Regions from separate parts of the Mus musculus genome. Here all the other regions are linked to region 2. Evidence: chromatin contacts called from public HiChIP or PLAC-seq data. All regions are on one chromosome and are shown on one strand. Each heading gives the region's core, a stretch centred on a gene start, on an enhancer-like site or on the middle of the called end of the contact. The rest is flanking DNA. Distances are from core to core; before and after follow the strand shown. Region 1 has its middle 32 kb from the start of Rgs3. Region 2 has its middle 19 kb from the start of Gm30699. Region 3 holds the start of Alad (aminolevulinate, delta-, dehydratase).

Region 1 (2,700 bases), core at 116-2,615, 170 kb before region 2:
TCTCTCTCTCTCTCTCTCTCTCTCTCTCTCTCTCTCTTTCACACACACACACACAGAGTGGGGGTCGTGAGCACACCTACTATTTCCCAAGGAAGGCAGGTCCAAGTAACATTTGCTGGCTGCCTCATTGCCTCTGAGGCCCTTAGCTTCAAGGGAAGGCACAAGCTGCAGCCAGGAACCAGCTAGTCCTTCTTTAGAGTGATTTGATGCCATTTGAAGAAGTGTTACCATGTGTTCGTGGCTGTATCTTCCAGGGTCACACCTCTTATTTTGATTAGGGAATTTGTTAATTCTCTGGTAAATGCTCTACGGAGCTATAATGCATAATGTATACAGTTCACTCACTGGAAATGTACAACTTTGTGGTTTTGAGTAAATTTACAGAGTTATGCAATTATTACTATGACCAGTTTAGAGTATTTTCATCATTCTAGAAAGAAACACTGTACCTTTTAGCTTCTTGTTTTCCATCCCTGACCCTCCGTCCTTCCCAACCCCCACCAATCATTACTGTGTTTTCTGATTCAATGCATATACCTTGTTGAGGGGATTTTATGTAAATGGAAGTGTGTATGTGTATTTCTATGAATGTCTCTTTTTACCGTGTTTTCAAGGAATGCTCATGTTACAGCACATAGCAGTACTTCATTTAAAAATAGGTTTTACGTTTATTTGTGTGTGTGTGTGTGTGTGTGTGTGTGTGTGTGTGTGTATACACATGTGTCATAGCACAAGTGTGGTGGTCTGAGGACAACGTGTAAAGCTGGTTACCTAGTCCCATCATGTGCTTCTTGGGCATGGCACATAAGCCTATAACACTGGGATGGGGGTATGATACAGAGGTAAGAAGATCATTGCTGGCTTTGCTGGCCACCAACTTAGCCAAAAAAGAACCTCAATAAGACTTAACAACACTTGGAGGCAGGGGCAGGGGCAGGGGCAGTGTATATATGAGACACATAGTCACGTTAACAAACAATAAGAGTTGTTGTTGTGTGTATGTGTGTGTGTTTTAAGGACGCAACCATAGAAATGTTTTATTTCCGGACCTTCTGGTTTGCTTTATAGTCTCCTACTTTGTCATCATCACAGACTCGATTACTGACTGTAGCTTTGTAATAGCATTTTGGAATCCCGAAGTACAAATCCTTTGATTTTATTCTTCACTGTTATTTTGGTTGTTCTATGTTCATGGTACTTCTAGATGCATTTTAGGTACAATTATTTTATATTGAAAACTCCCAATTCACAAAAATGTCGGCTCTGTACAGAAAATCTTGAAAGGAAACCAAGGTTTTAGCTTGCCCCATAAGCCATATCAGCGACCTGCCTGGGTTGTCTCTGAACACGTCACTGTTCTCCTTGTGGTCTCTAGCATCCTGGAAACGGCAAACGGTTAGGGGAGAGCACAGGTTGCCTTTTCTACGGGTTATCTGGGCTGGGAGATGATGGACAGCCAGTGCGTGTGCTCTGAAGGCTGAAGGTAGCTGTGGGCATGGCTGAGACCACCCATCTCTCTTTAGAGATGTCACTGCCACTGAACCTGAACCCGGCAGTTGTGGGGAGCAAAGTTTGGATCACTGGCACACATGTGAAAGCCAGGTGAAAAAGAGTTCTTCCCTGTATGTCCTTTCCCAGCCTTTCTTACTATGGTGTGTGGCACACATGCATAAAAACATTCCTAGATGTATATAAAATACCTATATGGATACACACACACACACACACACACACACACACACACACTCTGGAGCTCAGGCAAGCACCTGGCTTTCACATGTGTGCCAGTGATCCAAACTTTGCTCCTCACATATGGCCAGCACATATTTTTAATTAAGATAAGCTATTGCTACATTATATATCTTAGGCAGGCCTCAAATGGACAATCTTCCTGCCTCTGCCTCCTGAATACTGGGATTACAGACAGGGGCCACCGAGCCCAGTTTTGGCAATGTTTTCATTGTTTATTTCATGGTTTGGTCGGAGACCGTATTCTGTGTCCTTCAATTCTTTGCGATTCATTGGATTTGCTTGCTCACCCAAAGGAGCATTGCGTATCAAGAGAACCCTGTGTGTCCTTGATGAGACTCTTGCAGTTGGCGGGTGCAGTACTCTCCCCATGTGTCAGCTCTGGTCAGCCTTGCTCACCATGTTGCCCTGGTGCTCTGAGTCTGTTATTTTCTCTATCTGTTTATTCTACCAGTTACCAAGAGAAGGATGTCAAGTCCTACTGTAGATTAAACTTGCCATCCTCTTGCCATCAACACTGTCAGCCTTTCCTTTATGTATTTTGAAGTTAAGAATATATGGTTGTATAATTCTTCTTTTTCTGCAGAGTAAAAACTTCTATTATAAGGTCTTCAGCTGTTACAAGCCTTCTCTTTATTTCTAGTAGAGGTACAGTCTGCATTTCTTGGCACTGACATAGTTCCCCAGGTCCAGCCTGTGTCTGGCCTGCCTTTTTCTATCCTTTGTCTTTCCAGACTGGGTCTTTGTTCTTCAAGTGCTCAGAGTCCACCACAAAAAGTCAGGCATGGAGTTATTATCTTTTCTTCTCGTTCAGAGCTTACAAAAATGTCTTTTCTTTGGCTGGTCAGGTGCTAGCAGCCCAGGCTAGCCTTTCATCTTATCGACAGTGTCTCACTATGTTGCCCCAGTTGAGCTACACATCCCAGGCTGTGCTTGAACTTATGACAGGTG
Region 2 (2,700 bases), core at 88-2,587:
CGACAGCATCCTGGGGAGGAGTGGGCTCATGGGTTTATAGATCCCAGTCCGCATTTAATCATTAAGGGATGTCAGGACAGGAACTCAAGCAAGAGCAGAGGCAGGAGCCACAGAGGAAAGCTACCCACTGGCTGGCTCAGCTTGCTTTCTTAGACCACCTGCCCAGGGGTGGCACCACCTACAGGGACCTAGGCTCTCCCACATCAATCACAGACCAAGAAAATGCCTCCACAGACTTGCCCGCAGGCCAATCTAATGGAGACAGTGCCTCATCTTCCCTTCTCCCCAGATGACACTAATTTGTGTCAAGTTGACAACAAAACCAAACAACCCCTCCCCAAACCACCCGCCACACACAAATAAAACACTCCAAATTAACAAGCACAGCACAGCACCCCCAGGGTACCCTCACTATTAGAATGAAGTTCACAGGGCTGGTTGAGAACCGGCTAACCTAGTGGCCACAGCTGGGTAGTCACGCTGTCCTGCTAGTGAGGCTAGGCCACCCTGACCTCCCTTCACTGCCCTTCTGTACTGAAATAGACTTCCAGATGGCCCCCTAGAGAAATGGCTGCTAGAGTCTCAGAACACACAGCCCAGCCTATGGGGTTTGAGCCCTTGGAATCGAGGAACTGAGGCTGGTAGGTGGGGCTGGCAGAGCAGGCCACATTCCTACTTCTCTTCCAGTTTTCCTCTACTTGCTCAGTGCCCATGGGACTTCCAATTCACCCTGTGTAGGAATCCCCCCAAACCTTCCACTGGCTACAGTGGGAACTGTTGAGTAAGAGTAATAGGGACTGCCTTTATTTTTGCCCACGAGAGGAATAATAGCAGCACCTACTGTGTTCTGGAATGCAACAGTGCATAAGGCATTTGGCGTAGGTTGGCTTTGTCATTCTCATGATGTGATTTGACAAATCCCCACTGCAGTCAGGAGCCAGGATTCAGGAGGGCTGTGCCTAGGTTATACTAGTAGGAAGCAGTCAAGTAAATTTGAGTGGCTTTCTTGCCTCCGGACTCGCACTTGCAGCCAAGGGTTGGCCACACCTCTGGGTTCCTGTCTTCTGTGTCTATTCCTGGGTCTTTTTTTCACACCTCCTCACCCCCTATGAGGGCCCTGGTTCATAGGGTCAAGGAAGCAGGTGGCCTGTGGGGGTCTAGGCTGAGAGGAAACATGGTTTCAGGAGAACTAGGCAAAAACCATATGGGAGGACCCAGTGCCCCCCACCCCAGGCCTCTGTCTCCTTGGTAACTGGCACCATGCAGCCCTCTCCAGGCCCCTGCGAGCCTTCAAGGCTGTGGGCCAAGGCCTTGGCAGATGGCTGACAGGATGCTGATTGGAAGCAGATGTGTGGGCGTGTCTGGCTGTGGGCCCAGAGGAGCTCCACATCTGGAGCCCTGGGGCTTGGAGTGGGGGGGATGCTCAGATGGTGAGAGGGACTTAGGGTGGGTGGGACTCAGACTCACTCCCTCACTCAGACCCCAGTGTTTTAGTGCACTTGGCCCCAGAAAGAAGAAATAGCTTCAATTTTCTCTGTGTACTCTGAAACTGGTTCTAAGCCAACCGTGGTTAGAAATCAACATCCGGTCTCTTCTACATTTTTTCACATGGGGAAACTGAGGCCCAGGGAGGAGCTAGGATGAGGACATGCTACGGCAAGTGGGGTGACTCAACCTGACATGGCTGTAGCCATCTTGGTGATACTCACCATTTTCCCTGCCTGCTGACCCTGGACCTCATCTCAGGCTCCAGGGTTCAGGACAGGTTGCTGTGACAGGCAGGTGAGCCGGGGGATGCCTGGGCTGTTTCTCAGCTGAGCTTCACTTGTTCATGGCTTTAGTTTTAGAGAGTGCTGAGGGACATCCTGCTTGGCTGCTGTTCATTTCTGCTCAGCCTTTTCTGGAAACTTCTTTGTCCCACTAGTGTGTCCCCAGGATCCTTTAGTTTTGCTATTGCCTATGACACTTTTCTGTTCTGAGTGCTGGACAGACTGCACATCATGTATTCATGGGTCTGCTCTCTCTCTCTCTCTCTCTCTCTCTCTCTCTGTGTGTGTGTGTGTGTGTGTGTGTGTGTGTCCGGGCACACATGTGTGTGCACACACATGTATATGCTTATGCTTGCCTGTAGAGGCCAGAGGTCAACAATGAGTGTCTTCTTTAATTTCTCTTCACATTATTTTCTGAGACAAAGTCCCTCGAAGGATCTAAAGTTTGCTGATTGGCTAGACTGGCTGGCCCGCTAGCCCAGGATCCTCCTGTCTTTCCCCTCCTCCCTTACTGGGACCCCAAGTATGCACCTATGTGCTTGGCTTTTATGTGGCTGAGTGGGGAGCTCAACTCCGCCTGTCTGCATTGATGTATTTTACTGAGCCGTCTCCTCTGCATGTCTTCTCCACCCGTCTGTTTCACGACAACATGTGAAGCCAGCCCTCCAGACAGGAAGAGTGATACTCTCTTGAATGGCTGAGAGAGAAGTGCACAGAATCTGTGCAGCCCTGCTATTAACACTGCAGAGTTTCCCGAGTCTTACTTCAGTGCTTATCTCCTCCTTGGGAGACCCTCTGCTCCCTGCCAAGCCACAGGGGGATTGTGGGCATGGCCTCCAACCCTGGGCCCTCAACCACATTCTTGGGATTGCTGGAGGGAGAGGCCGGGGCTGAAGCTTTGCGGTTTGCCTCTGTTTCCTGTTAGAAGAGC
Region 3 (2,700 bases), core at 43-2,542, 240 kb before region 2:
GTTGTACCCCACAAAGAATTCCGGAGGCTGTGCTCTTGGCATAAATAGTAGTGAAGTGGTGCCAGCTCGAGCAGGCTCTGCCCTGGCTAGGGAGGAGACAAGTCAGGAGGGCCAGCTAGGTAGAAGGTTCAGAGCTGGGAAATCTGAAGCCCAAAGAGGCCCAGGAAAGGCATCTGTGGGCAGTTCTGAAAAGGTACTGCCCGGTGGCTCATTTGCATTTCCTGCACACTCTAGCTGCCACCTGCCACGGTGTTAGGAGGGGTTAAAGAAGAGACCTTAGACCTCATCTAGTGTGGGCGCTTAATCCCCCCTGCTGCCCGGGTCTAGACATTTCAAGCTAGGAGTTGCCTTTCCACAGACTGCTAAAATATTCTGGCTGAGAGCTTTTACATCAAACAACTGTAAAACTGAACTCGAGAAGGGCAGGTCTCATACAGCAGGTCAGCTATAAATATGGTCCAAACTTCTGGAGTCTAGCAGCCCTCAGTCCTCACCAGGACTTTTGGCATTAGAAGGACAGAGTTCACACGTTATAGTCCCAGTATGGAAGAGGCGACAGAGATTCCAGGTGAGAGTAGGGGAAGAAAGGTTTAACCTAGACCTGGCCACGGCTGGTAGCAGGGTGGTTAGTATGTGACTTTGGGATTTAAAAGGCATGGGGACAAATTCTTGTTTCAAGCTGCATGACTGCTTTTCTTCTCATGTGGTCTGGGTCTTAAGCGGATCTCAATGGATCGTTGTATGACTGAATGAGCAGAAGCAGGAGAGACCTAGCACAAGCGACCCTTATTGTTTTCCCCACTTCTCCAGCCTGCCAGACAGATCGCGCTCTGCAGAAACCGAGGCTACCCCTGAGGCCTCCGAGAAAGGGGGCGGGTGGAGCCCATCTTTGAGTCCCGAATCCCGGACGCAGCAAGACCTTGTAGCGGCAAGAATCCCGCCCACTCTAGTAGGTGCATAGGGACAGCGTCTCCGCTACAGCGTCAGAGCTTCGGGAACACAGCGCCATAGGGGTGCACCTCACCTTGTTCTGGGGTCCCGTCCCCCTTCAACCCGCCACTTCCCAGAGGCCGGCGCCTGCTCACGTACCAAGGACGCTGCTCGCCGCCGCTCCGAGCCGGGCTCTGGACACCGCGCTCTCCCGCTCTAAAAGCGCAAGCCCACGTGGGGGCGGGGCGGCTCACCCGGAAGCGGCTCCCGTACCGCCCGCCCCTCCGGGAATGCAGCTTACGCTCCCTTCGGGGCAGTCTCCGGATCACTGGTCAGCTCGCGCGGCCAGATCCACGCTGAGCGGGGCTGGAATCTTGGCCAATCCAGAGTTGCCCGAGAGCCCGCCCGTCTCCCCGCCCCCCAGCTCGGGTCTCACTTGAGGTGGGAAGGCCCGAGGGGGTCCACGTGGGCATTCGGAGCCTCTGGGAGGTGCCCTGGCTTGCAATCCGAACTCATCCCAGAGTTCACTTGACGGTCTATTCTCAGCCCGGAGCAAAAATTGACTGCGTTGCTCACTGGTAAAAGAACAATTGGATGTCAACGGCATTAAAACACCTCGGTAATGCCTAACACCGCGGGTAAATACGTTCAGCAGCAGACTGACTGTCTAGATTTATTTATTCTATGTAATTGATTATCCAGCCCCTATCTCATGGGTTGAGAGATATGAAAGACATTGGAAAAAAAAAAAAGCCGAGAAAACTAACCATCCAAGTATGCTAGGAGATCAGGTTTATCTACAATGGATACATTAAAATTTGGAGTATAAAAGGGAGTAAATTTGGTGGTGCATGCTTTTAATCTTAGCACTAGGTGACAAAAAACCAACCAACCAAACAAACAAACAAACAAACAAACCAAACCCAAAACAAACAAAACAGAAAACAAACAAACCAAAAAACAATTAAAAAAAGAAAAATTCTGACCAAAGGTCTGGGGAAGACTGGAGCGTGGGGTCTAGAGAGGTTTATGGGGCTTTGACAAAGACTTGAGAGTGGCAAGGGCCCTCTTTGTGGAGGGAGCCTTGGGGAATGCTCACTAGGGAGGAGGTGATAAAATTATTTTGGAGGTAAAAGTGGGCAGTTGTGTAATAATACTGTAAATGTTCTAGGTACCACCAGATCTTCATTTTAAAAATGTTTAAGATCTGTGAACTCATCTTGGTTTTCAATAATTCACTAGAAAAATTGAACTTAAAGTTGTAACAAGAGAAGCTGGGTGAAGGGTATGAGAGTGTTGTAGCTTGTCAGAAAACCCTCACCCACAAAGAGCACAGAGACCACCATCATTGCAAAAACTCATGAGGATTTTACTTATCCAGCATGTTGGGGACTCCCCTCTCAGCTGGCAGGCAGGAGGAGAGACCCAGAACAAAGAAGGAACACACTTTTTATACCTTTGTAAGGGTTGGATATAGGCACCAGGGTAGTTTGGCTTATTTTAATTGGTGTAGCCAATAATCTTTTTAGACATTGGTTGGTTTATGTAGGGTGACTCTTATTTTGTCTGTCCTTGTGTGTGTTTTAGTGAGGCGGGGCAGGAGGATTGTTAATTTTGTTTTTGACCGTTAAAACTATGTTTCTATATTTGTTTAGTCAGCCAGCTTTTTATCTGGCTCTGTACTTGGCCTGCTAGTACAGTTTGGAAAGTCCTTTTGAAGGGGGAAGGTACAGGGTAGTCTTGAACTTATTTTTGGATATTACAACAGGG

What was found. HiChIP or PLAC-seq counts read pairs in DNA pulled down with a chosen protein or histone mark.
Region 1: a contact with region 2 is called in an H3K27ac HiChIP or PLAC-seq map of regulatory T cells, with 5 times the contacts expected there. The contact joins two enhancer-like sites. A contact is called at or near these places in 2 of 15 datasets of contacts at CTCF or cohesin (embryonic stem cells and stem cell-derived epiblast-like cells), 7 of 484 Hi-C or Micro-C datasets (CD8 T cells, the N1E-115 cell line, bone marrow-derived macrophages and 4 more), 19 of 115 datasets of contacts at active chromatin or transcription factors (the 230-238 cell line, Th17 cells, differentiating embryonic stem cells and 11 more) and 3 of 9 other capture datasets (adipose tissue, embryonic stem cells and liver).
Region 3: a contact with region 2 is called in an H3K27ac HiChIP or PLAC-seq map of regulatory T cells, with 6 times the contacts expected there. The contact joins the promoter of Alad here to the enhancer-like site in region 2. A contact is called at or near these places in 21 of 39 promoter capture datasets (the 3T3-L1 cell line, 3T3-L1-derived adipocytes, the C10 cell line and 14 more), 6 of 484 Hi-C or Micro-C datasets (CD4 T cells, bone marrow-derived macrophages, embryonic fibroblasts and 2 more), 33 of 115 datasets of contacts at active chromatin or transcription factors (the 230-238 cell line, the SCID.adh cell line, T-cell acute lymphoblastic leukemia and 23 more) and 3 of 9 other capture datasets (adipose tissue, embryonic trunk and liver).

What each region holds. Positions count from the first base shown.
Region 1 is chr4:62,585,911-62,588,610 of GRCm38.p6, forward strand. It overlaps a transcript of Rgs3 not described here. Among named protein-coding and RNA genes, the nearest start is that of Rgs3, 32 kb to the right of the region's middle. Within about 2 kb of position 1,366, at least 15 of the 459 cell types and tissues checked have an H3K27ac peak or open chromatin away from gene starts, as enhancers often do. A contact at or near this core is called in regulatory T cells and thymic regulatory T cells, where this site is marked.
Region 2 is chr4:62,754,399-62,757,098 of GRCm38.p6, forward strand. No RefSeq gene overlaps it. Among named protein-coding and RNA genes, the nearest start is that of Gm30699, 19 kb to the right of the region's middle. Within about 2 kb of position 1,338, at least 111 of the 459 cell types and tissues checked have an H3K27ac peak or open chromatin away from gene starts, as enhancers often do. A contact at or near this core is called in T-cell acute lymphoblastic leukemia, adipose tissue, double positive thymocytes and 8 more, where this site is marked.
Region 3 is chr4:62,518,771-62,521,470 of GRCm38.p6, forward strand. Alad (aminolevulinate, delta-, dehydratase) reads right to left here and starts at 1,293. Exons shown (of 12, transcript NM_008525.4): 1 at 1,090-1,293.